2 separate regions of the Mus musculus genome follow, and region 2 is linked to region 1. A link is a contact called in public promoter capture Hi-C data. All regions are on one chromosome and are shown on one strand. The core of a region is the stretch at or near the end of the contact, and the rest is flanking DNA. Distances in the headings are between cores, read along the strand shown.

The links. Promoter capture Hi-C pulls out the DNA fragments that hold promoters and counts their contacts.
Region 2: a promoter capture Hi-C map of stem cell-derived epiblast-like cells shows a contact between it and region 1, with 2.0 times the contacts expected there. The contact joins the promoter of Htra3 here to the promoter of E130018O15Rik in region 1. A contact is called at or near these places in 3 of 39 promoter capture datasets (hippocampal neurons, liver and stem cell-derived epiblast-like cells) and 1 of 115 datasets of contacts at active chromatin or transcription factors (forebrain).

What each region holds. Positions count from the first base shown.
Region 1 is chr5:35,386,053-35,390,422 of GRCm38.p6, forward strand. E130018O15Rik (RIKEN cDNA E130018O15 gene) reads right to left here and starts at 2,424. Exons shown (of 2, transcript NR_152157.1): 1 at 2,373-2,424. Hmx1 (H6 homeobox 1) reads left to right here and starts at 2,809. Exons shown (of 2, transcript NM_010445.4): 1 at 2,809-3,437. The coding sequence starts at 3,065.
Region 2 is chr5:35,677,257-35,681,626 of GRCm38.p6, forward strand. It overlaps Htra3 (HtrA serine peptidase 3), which reads right to left and starts at 2,524. Exons shown (of 9, transcript NM_030127.3): 1 at 1,688-2,524. The coding sequence starts at 2,090.

The DNA of each region.
Region 1 (4,370 bases), core at 1,174-3,673:
TTTTTCCAAATGAAAGGCTTGTTGGTGAAAAGGTCTGAAGTGGTCCTGCAGCTGGCCACTCGGATCCTCTTGCCGCCCTAGATCCAATCGCGCAGATTTAGGGGACATTTGTGAAGTACAGCCTCTGGACCAGGCAGACTCTGCTAAGGCCTGGCAGGTTTCCTGACAGATCTCAGTACACAGGATAGGTGAGACAGAAACAAGGCAGCAGGATAAAGTGGGGAGAGATGCCACAGCCTGCACAGCTACTGTGTGTGAACATGGATGGGCATGGCTTGGAAGGGGACAGTCCTCCAGCCCCAGAACTCTGTGGAGGAATATAGAGGGCTCTGGCAAGGCAGCACCAGAAGTTGCTGCTTGGGTTAGTGCTTGGCAGCCTTACTTCCTCAGCCAAATTGGCCTTGAATTGGGACAAACCAGCCTATACGCTGGGCAGCATCAGTGCTAAAACTCTGGCAGCAAGGAAGGATTCAAGCAGTACCTCTCTGCTCTCCTCCGTGTAGGCTGAGCTTGGGGCCCCCAGGACCTGGGTGAGCACCCACAGGGCTAACTTGGGAGTTCCTGACACATACACACCCTGCTCCTGAGTGGTACCACCACTTGTAGTCCGTAGGATCCAGAGGCCAAGTAGTGTGGCTGTCACCCTCTTTCTAGTGCTCCCAAGCCAGTACCAGGAGATGTGGATGCCCTTTCCCCATTTCTGACCACCATCCCTTGCTGGTCTAGTACTGAGGCGCCACTCTGATGCACGGCTCCAGAGGGAGTGCTGGGTAAGACCAGGCAGGTCTCTCTCTGCCCAATGGAGTATGGGAGCAGCACTTATCCACGGTGTAAGGTGTAACCGGTGTAACCACAAGGGGCCAGGACCAAGGGCCAGGGCCCTAGGGCAGAGGGAATTACAACCCTGGTGCCTAAGAAGCCCAGCCTGGCTCCCCCATCCAGAGAGCAGAGAAATAAAATGGAAGCCACAGCACCCACCCAACAGGCTCCATTTTACAAGCAGGAAGGTACTGTTCACAAGGGGAGCCTGGAACTTGCAGAAGTTGGACGGTTCTCTCCATCACCATTTTTAGTAGGGCTCCTTTCTGGTCTGTTTCTTCATCACTTCAAAAAACAACCCCGAGCCCTGCAGTGATGCCTCATGCCTTTAATCCCAGCACTCAGGAGGCAGGGGCAAAAGGATCTCTGGGCTAACATAGATACCCTAACTCGGAAAAACGAAAAACCATATCAAAACAAAAACAAACCACCACCAACAACAAAACCAACCTGAATTGGCCGGCCCAGGGGTTGTGCCTGATTCCTACAAACAAATATCATTGCTAATTTCTCCCTCCCCGCCCCCACCTCTACCCAGGTCCCTGAGTATGTCTGAGCTGGGACACCCAGGAAGTAACAGCACTTGGGACACTCTGAGTCAAAGTTGGAGACACCCAACTTTGACTCAGAGCCCTCACCTATGAAATGTGGCTGCTTGCCAGCGATTCCTCTTGCCTTGCCCAATATGGCTCCAAAATCAAGTCCTATCGTGCACAAAACCCACTTCCCATCCAGGTTTCTAGCCAGGGTGCAGACCCCAAAGGTTCCTTAGCCTGGCGGCTCATCCATCCTTCTATATCCTCAAGAGCCACTTATAGTGGGAGGGAGGGGAAGCGCTCTCTTTTCACATTAGTTTTTCCCTTTGAAGTATAGGGTGACTCTATTTCCCTCTATTTCTCTTGTTGGGGAGATTAAACAAAGTGGGCTCCGGGCCTGCAGTTGCCTTCTCCTGGACAGTGGGACACACTTCTTTACGCACTGTCTGTGACCCGCACTGAGCAGCTAGATGGGCCTTCCGTGATAACCCGCATCCAGTGAAGCGTTCCGCTCAGTGACTAGGCTGTCCCCCTATTCCTGTTGGAAGTGGATCACAGCTCCGTTGGTCTCAGCGAAGTCTGGGTTACCCTCTGCGGCCTTGCTCCTGAAGCGGGGGAAGAAAATTCACTTTGTGCAGGGCAAGAGAGGCAGAAAGAGGAATTGTTCCTCAAGACCTGCAGTCCCGCACAGTGGCTAGGCACGAAGCTCTTACCAGCCTGAAAGAGAGTGAGAAGGCCGGGCAATGGAGGTGCCAGAGCAAATGTAATCTGTTCCTACCCAGCGTGACACCATGGGGCACCTTCGGGCTTGACTCTCTTTACACACCGAAACTGAGCCCGGGATATGAGAGCATTCCATCGCAGCGCGATGGCACCAAGAGCATATTTCGTTACGCGTAAGAGTTAAAACATGCTGCGTCTCTGCAAACTTGTTTTGGCAGAATCCCCGTTTTAAATTACACGCGAGGTCTTAAAAAAAAAGAAAAAGACTGCGGCCCAGTCGGCAATAGTCCTTACCCGCGCGCAAATACACAGTCACAGGGACTCACGCACAAACCGAGCGTTCTGCGGGTTCCGACACGCTCCCGGAGGGTGAGCAAGGCTCTCCTCGGATGCGATTGGCCAGTCTGGGCTTCACAGCGACCCTGTAGCCAATGGTCGACCTCCCAGCCGAGGCCCCGCCTTCTCCCACTCCCTGGCGCGGGTACCGGGGTGGGGGGCGCCGGAACGCATCTCGCGGGGTCGTACCCCCAGGACCACCGGGTCTCCTGCCCTGGGCCCTGCCACCACCTGCGCGCAGAGTCCGGCCGGGCAGCATCTCCGGCAATGGCTTCTCTCCGGGCTGCAGCGGGTCGTTGGGGCTGAGCCTACGAAACTCGCGCCGCCCCGCCCCCGGCACCGCCCCCTCCCCCTCCCGTGAGGCCAGCCGGGGCGGCGACCTGAACCGCTCGGAGAAACGCGAGGGAGGCTGCTGCGGGAACGGCCGTCCGCGCGCACCCGCTCCCGCCCAGCCCAGCCCGGCACAGAAGCCGACGCCCGCCTCGTGGAGCCCGACGCCCTCACTCCGGGCAGCGGCTCTCCAGGGCCAGGCCGCGCGTGCGCCAGGCGGCCGTTCGCCACTATCCAAACGGGGCCGGGAAGAGCAGCTGCGCCCCAGGCAACCAGGGACCCCCAGGATCCCAGCCTTGCCCGACGGGCCCGCGGCCGCGATGCCGGATGAGCTGACCGAGCCCGGGCGCGCCACACCAGCTCGCGCCTCCTCCTTCCTCATCGAGAACCTGCTAGCAGCCGAGGCCAAGGGCGCGGGGCGCTCAACCCAGGGCGATGGCGTCCGCGAGGAAGAGGAAGAGGACGACGACGACCCCGAGGACGAGGATCCGGAGCAGGCGCGACGACGACTACAGCGGCGGCGACAGCAGCGCGCGGGCAGCGGGCCGGGCGGGGAGGCGAGGGCCCGGGCACTGGGCCTAGGGCCCCGGCCGCCTCCTGGGCCCGGCCCGCCCTTCGCGCTCGGCTGCGGAGGTACAACGCGGTGGTACCCACGGGTGCACGGCGGCTACGGAGGTGGTCTAAGTCCTGACAGTGAGTGAGGTTGCGGGGAAGGGGTGGGCAATGGTCAGGGCTCTGCTCCCTCCCTATGCATTCTTTTGGTGACTTCGGGCTTAGTGAGCTCCTAGTCTTCCTGTGTACTGGGGCCTGGGTGGTATGAGATCCCCTTGGATGGGCAATTGTTGGAGACTGGGGATGGCACTGCATGTAGGAAGCTGCTAAGGCTAGGATCAGGCCCAAGAACACAAAATTCGGAGAGGAGAGTGAAATAGGCCTCGGAAAGATGAGAAGGGGAAAGAGTGTGTTTGGAGAAACATCGAAGGTGAAAGGGAAGTGAAGGAAGAGGAAAGGTGGCAGAGGAGGGGAGGCCGCGGGGGTCAAGCACTAAAATAAAAGGGGCAGAGCTGAGAGACCACAGCTATGGAGGCTGGATGGGAGGCCTTCTTCTATAGCAATTGCAACCCCAAAGTATCCTTTGCCCTCCCTGCTGCGCAGTAAGACCATGGGCTGGGCCTGAGCCTGCGTTGGGTCTTCTCAGGCCCAAAGGCTGAGGCTGGTAGGAGCCCACTCTGAAGGGTCCATCCCACCCCTCTCTTCTTTTCTTGCCCCTCCCCCTCTTTGGCCTTTGTTTCCTGCAGAGGGCTCAGAGAATGGGGGTGGGGGCTTCTCAGTCCCAGAACCCACTTACCCCTCTGGCCTGGACATCCTGACTCTGACTGCCTGTCTCCAGAGGGTCCAGACCTCAACCTCTCTTAGGACCTGCTCATTAGAGAGCAACCCTTGAGACTAGAAGGGTATTTCAACCTTCCTCACCCCAGCCCCTTGAGCCAGCCGGGTCCCTAAACACACAGACTTATATATAACTAAAGGGTGCCCACCCAGGCTCTGTGTATAAGCTTTGGGGTAGGAGGTGGCCTGGGGCCCGTTCTTTTCTATTAGGTACTCACCCCACTCCTGGTATGGAGT
Region 2 (4,370 bases), core at 1,274-3,773, 290 kb after region 1:
TATTTAACAACAAAGAACTGGGCCAGTCTCATCTGCATGGGGCGAGTCTGGCACTCACACCAGCGTGTGAAACTTCTGAGCATCTGTGGATAGCAGCCTAAGTGAACGATGTCCCTGGAGTAGGCAGAACCCGGAACATTCAGGTCAAAGTGGGCAATGGACAGGTGTCAGGCTCAAGGCCATTGGCTCTGTCTAGCTATAACCATCCTGACAGGACTGAATGAAGACATTGTGAAGGACCCTTGTGCCGGAACCCTCTGGCTATCAGACTACTGAGACAGTGATGAGCCCTGAGAAACTGGGATTTTCCCAGGAAGCTCATGCTGGGAGGAGGTAGGAAGCTGTAGAGATGCATCAGGCCGGCAGGTAGCTATGGGTCAAGGATGGGTGGGAGCTGCCTGGTCAAGTATACCTCTGTCCCTCTATTTAAACATAAATCTCATGTCAGGACCCCTAGATGGACTTGGGAGGAGTGTCGCTGGACTCTTTCACCCCTTTCCCCCATGTGGCCACATTGCTTTAATTGACCCTTTGAGGATGGATGGCAGACCCTGGCGTGTGAACATCTCTGATAATATGTCCTTCCTCTTTGGCTGCAGTACCCGACAACTCCTTGGCAGCTTGTGTTTTGATGGTGGCCAGCGCGCTCTAGATCAGATCTTGGTCTCTGCTCTGCCCAAGCCTCTCCACTCTCCCCCATCCTTGCCAGGGAGCCCCATTTACTGTCCCAACTCAACACCTCTCTTGGGAGGTGGCTCATAGACCCAGCACAGGAAGTAATGCTGAGACTCAGCATCTGTTGTCCCCTGGCTACATATTCCTTGCAGGGGCTTCTCCCAGGCCTGACACCAGATCGCTCATAGTCAGGTACCCAGAACACAATGAAGCGATCAACTGAGGACAGTGGGTCTCTGAAGCCTAAGATCCTGCCAATAGCCACAGGAATCCTGCCATTCTTAGTGATGGATGCCTGCCTGATCCTCAGACTGACATTCTCCTCTCTCTCCATAGCTCTGTGCCCTCCACAGTCTAGAAGTCTCGAGGGTACCAGAAGGTCTGCTTTATGCCATGCACTGATACACTGTTTCCAGTTAGGGACAGTCAGGCCAGAAAAGATTTTTTTCTTACAAATGGCTCAATCTGTAAAGAACAATTCCATTCTTACTGGTTTCTGCCCAGAACCTGATGTTAATAGTATCTGTCACATGGGAGAGCAGAGAAGAGTACACCAAACACAACCATGAAGGGAGCAGAGTAATGCAGGTGCCTGGCCACCCTGAAAACCCTCTGCCTCTCAGACAGCCAGGCCCAAGACAGGCACACAGAACCAGCACCCAGCACAGCCTGACAGAAGAAAACAGAGCAGGAATTGAAGACAGAGACCAGGAAAAGATTGCTTGACGCTCGTTCCCTTGTAAGTCACTGGAGGACTCTAAGAAACAGGAGTGTGGCTGGGTCAGAGCCTCACAGCCCACCAGACGCTACCAGGCTGCCACACTAGAGTTTAAGTCTAACTTTTTGTGACTTTGGGGACAGCATTTATCTCTTGGGGACCTCAGTTTCCCCATCTAGAAAGCCAGAGGGTTGTGTGAACTATTCTTAAAAGGCTGCCTAGTGGAAGTGGACAGATTCCCCTGGACCTCAGTTTCCTCAGAGTAAGGCTTTTTTGATTCCTGGTGGAGCTTACCAGAGGGACAGGCACCCTTCTGCAGCTGGCGCACTGGAGTCCCGGAGACCTGCAACGCACGACGGCTGGCGGCCTGCAGCGCGCACACGTCGGCATAAGTATGCCCGTCTGTGCCACACACAGTGTGGGTCCAACGGCAGCGGCACACGCCGCGCACGCACTCCAGACTGTCCCCGCACGGAGAGTCCAGGGGGCGGCCGCAGGGCTCGCCCTCGCTGGCAGCGCACACCAGGCAGCAGTTGCAGAGGTCAGGCACATAGCCCCCAGGGCAGCGAGGGCTCGGACAGCGCGACACGTCGCAGCGCGCAGGACACGGAGCCGCTGGGGGCTCCCGGGCCAGAGCCAACACAGCCAGCGTGGCCAGAATGGCCAGCGTGGCGGGGAGCAGCGCGCGCGCCTGCATCGCGGAGAGGCGGCGGCGCAAGACCCGCGGGGATACCGAGGCCCGAACCGCTCAGGCGCACTCTGGCCCGGAGCGCAAACAGGGCATGGTGTGGGGACTGACCCGGGCCTCTCTCAGCCGAGCTTCAGCAGGCGCTTAAAGGCCAAGACAGTCTGCCCTCGCTGGAAGGGGCGGCCCTGCCCGCCGCCAGCCCCGCCCCTGCCCCACGGGACCCCGCCCCGGCTGGTGGGGACCCACCCGGAGCCTCCTGCTCCCCGCTTGCCTGGTGTGCACTTTGGGTGACAGGTCTGCCGGCCCAGAATGAGGGTCTGGGAAAGGGGAGCTGCTTCGGAATACTCCAGTCCTAGCCAGGGACCTGACCGCAACCCCAGAGACATGAACAAGTCCAAATTCTGTCCCTAGCTCTCCTTCACAGAGGAACCCCTACTCTACTTGAGCAGCCAAGCTCAGCAAGGCCCCAAACCTAGACCCCTCCTGCTCTGCATCACTCCACCGGGCAACATTGGAGCGGATACTTAGAAAGCAGCCAGGTGCTCCCTTCCTCCCATCTTCAGCTGGAGGGGGGCCATCTGCCTTGGATCTATTCTGGGCTCTCTCAGATCTAGAACTCTGGTTGCTGCCTGTTGTCCTTCTGTTTCTTCTACAAGGATTACTGAGCACCTCCTACCTCAGAGTCGTTGGAAGTGCCAGGACACCAGGCAGTACCAGGACACCAGGCAGTGCAGGAACAGAAAGCACCTGCTCAACTTTCCCCAACACTTTGGTGCCTCCTCATGCAATCACCAAGCTACTTCAGACCCAGGACAGGTAGCAGGGTACAGGAGGTCAAGTTGCTAGTGGCTGGAGCTTCAGGAGTCAGAGGACCCAACAGAGCCTCCCTGGGAGGTGGCCCTAGACTGAATGAATCCGTTGTTCCAGGGGCTGGAGAACCTGGTGTGCAACTCTGGAGGGAAAGAAAGCATAGTAGAGTAGCTTGGCAGGAAGCTGTTACCTTCTGCAGTTTCTCAACAGCACTGGAAACAGGTAGCACACTGGAGGGTGTGTGGTGTGGTGTGGTATGGTGACACCTCTGCTTCCATGAGTTGATAAAGCCACACATACCTTGGATGGATGTTGGTGGAGGGCAGAGGAGGAAGGCCTGGGGAGCAGTCTGGTTCCAGGTCTGGGAAAAGCCCAGTAGCCAGGAAGCAGAGTGGCCTCATCAGACTGAGTTGTTTGGGAAAAAAGGAAGTGGGGTTCCAGGTGTGAGCACTCACCTAGTAGAGGTGGTAGTGTATGTGTGTGTGGTGTATTGGGGGGGGGGTAGTGATGTTGTGGTGTTGTGTGTGAGGAGGGGGAAAGCATTACTTTCTCTTAACAGAAGTGCAGGCCAGGTCTCCCTCCGGACTTCTCCAATGCAGATGGGGAAATGATGCAAACAAGGTTTTGCTCTACCGTGTATGTCATGGCAAGCTGTTCCACATGTTTGAGTAGGTTCCCTGTGCCCTCCTACCCCTGGGGTGAGTGTGGGGGCCTCAGAGTGAGGCTGGAAAATGACAGTGAGTTACAGGTTTCACTCACATTCGCTTTGTCCGAGGTCTCGAGTCCAACTTTTTCCCTCTGGGTCACATCATCCTCCCTGGTCACCTGACCTGACCCTTACTATGGCTGCATAAATGCTTTCAGTCACCTGTACAGAAGGGAAGCCGAGGCTTGGAATTAAAGGATAGACACAGCTGTAGCCTCGCTTCTAAGAGGGAGTCCATTCCAGGCTCTGTCTTTGTTCTGGAAGCTTCCAGGGAGTCTTGTGCAAAGGCAGGGCAGTGGCTCCCCCTGCTGCCTTAGCCCTTTACAGTTTCTCACTCAGTCACAGGGACACCTTGGGCCTCTCTCTGGAGTCTGAGTGACCCCAGGCCTTTGATCTGCAAGGGCCTGGCATCTCCTATGTAGTCCACCAGGGTAGGGGCAGCTCTTCCTACTCTCAGGACAGAAAGAGGCATCAGACACTTGACAGCCTTTGTCATCCAACAGTGTGAGTGGGCTCTGGCCTGACTCTTCCCTGATGCCCACTCTCTAACTGTGGTGGGTGGCTGGCTTGACCCATCCAGCCCCATCAGCCTGTGTTTTTCCCCTTTCCATGTACTGCAGTTCTTCACCATGAACCAGCATAGAGCTGGTTGCAGCTAGGGTGTACCAGGGTCTGCCTCCCTCCTGGGCACCCCAGACTGTCCTTCTGACTTGGCCATAGTAGAACAACAGAGCCAGACTTTGGCTTCCAGACTTTTATGCCTGACCCTTGCT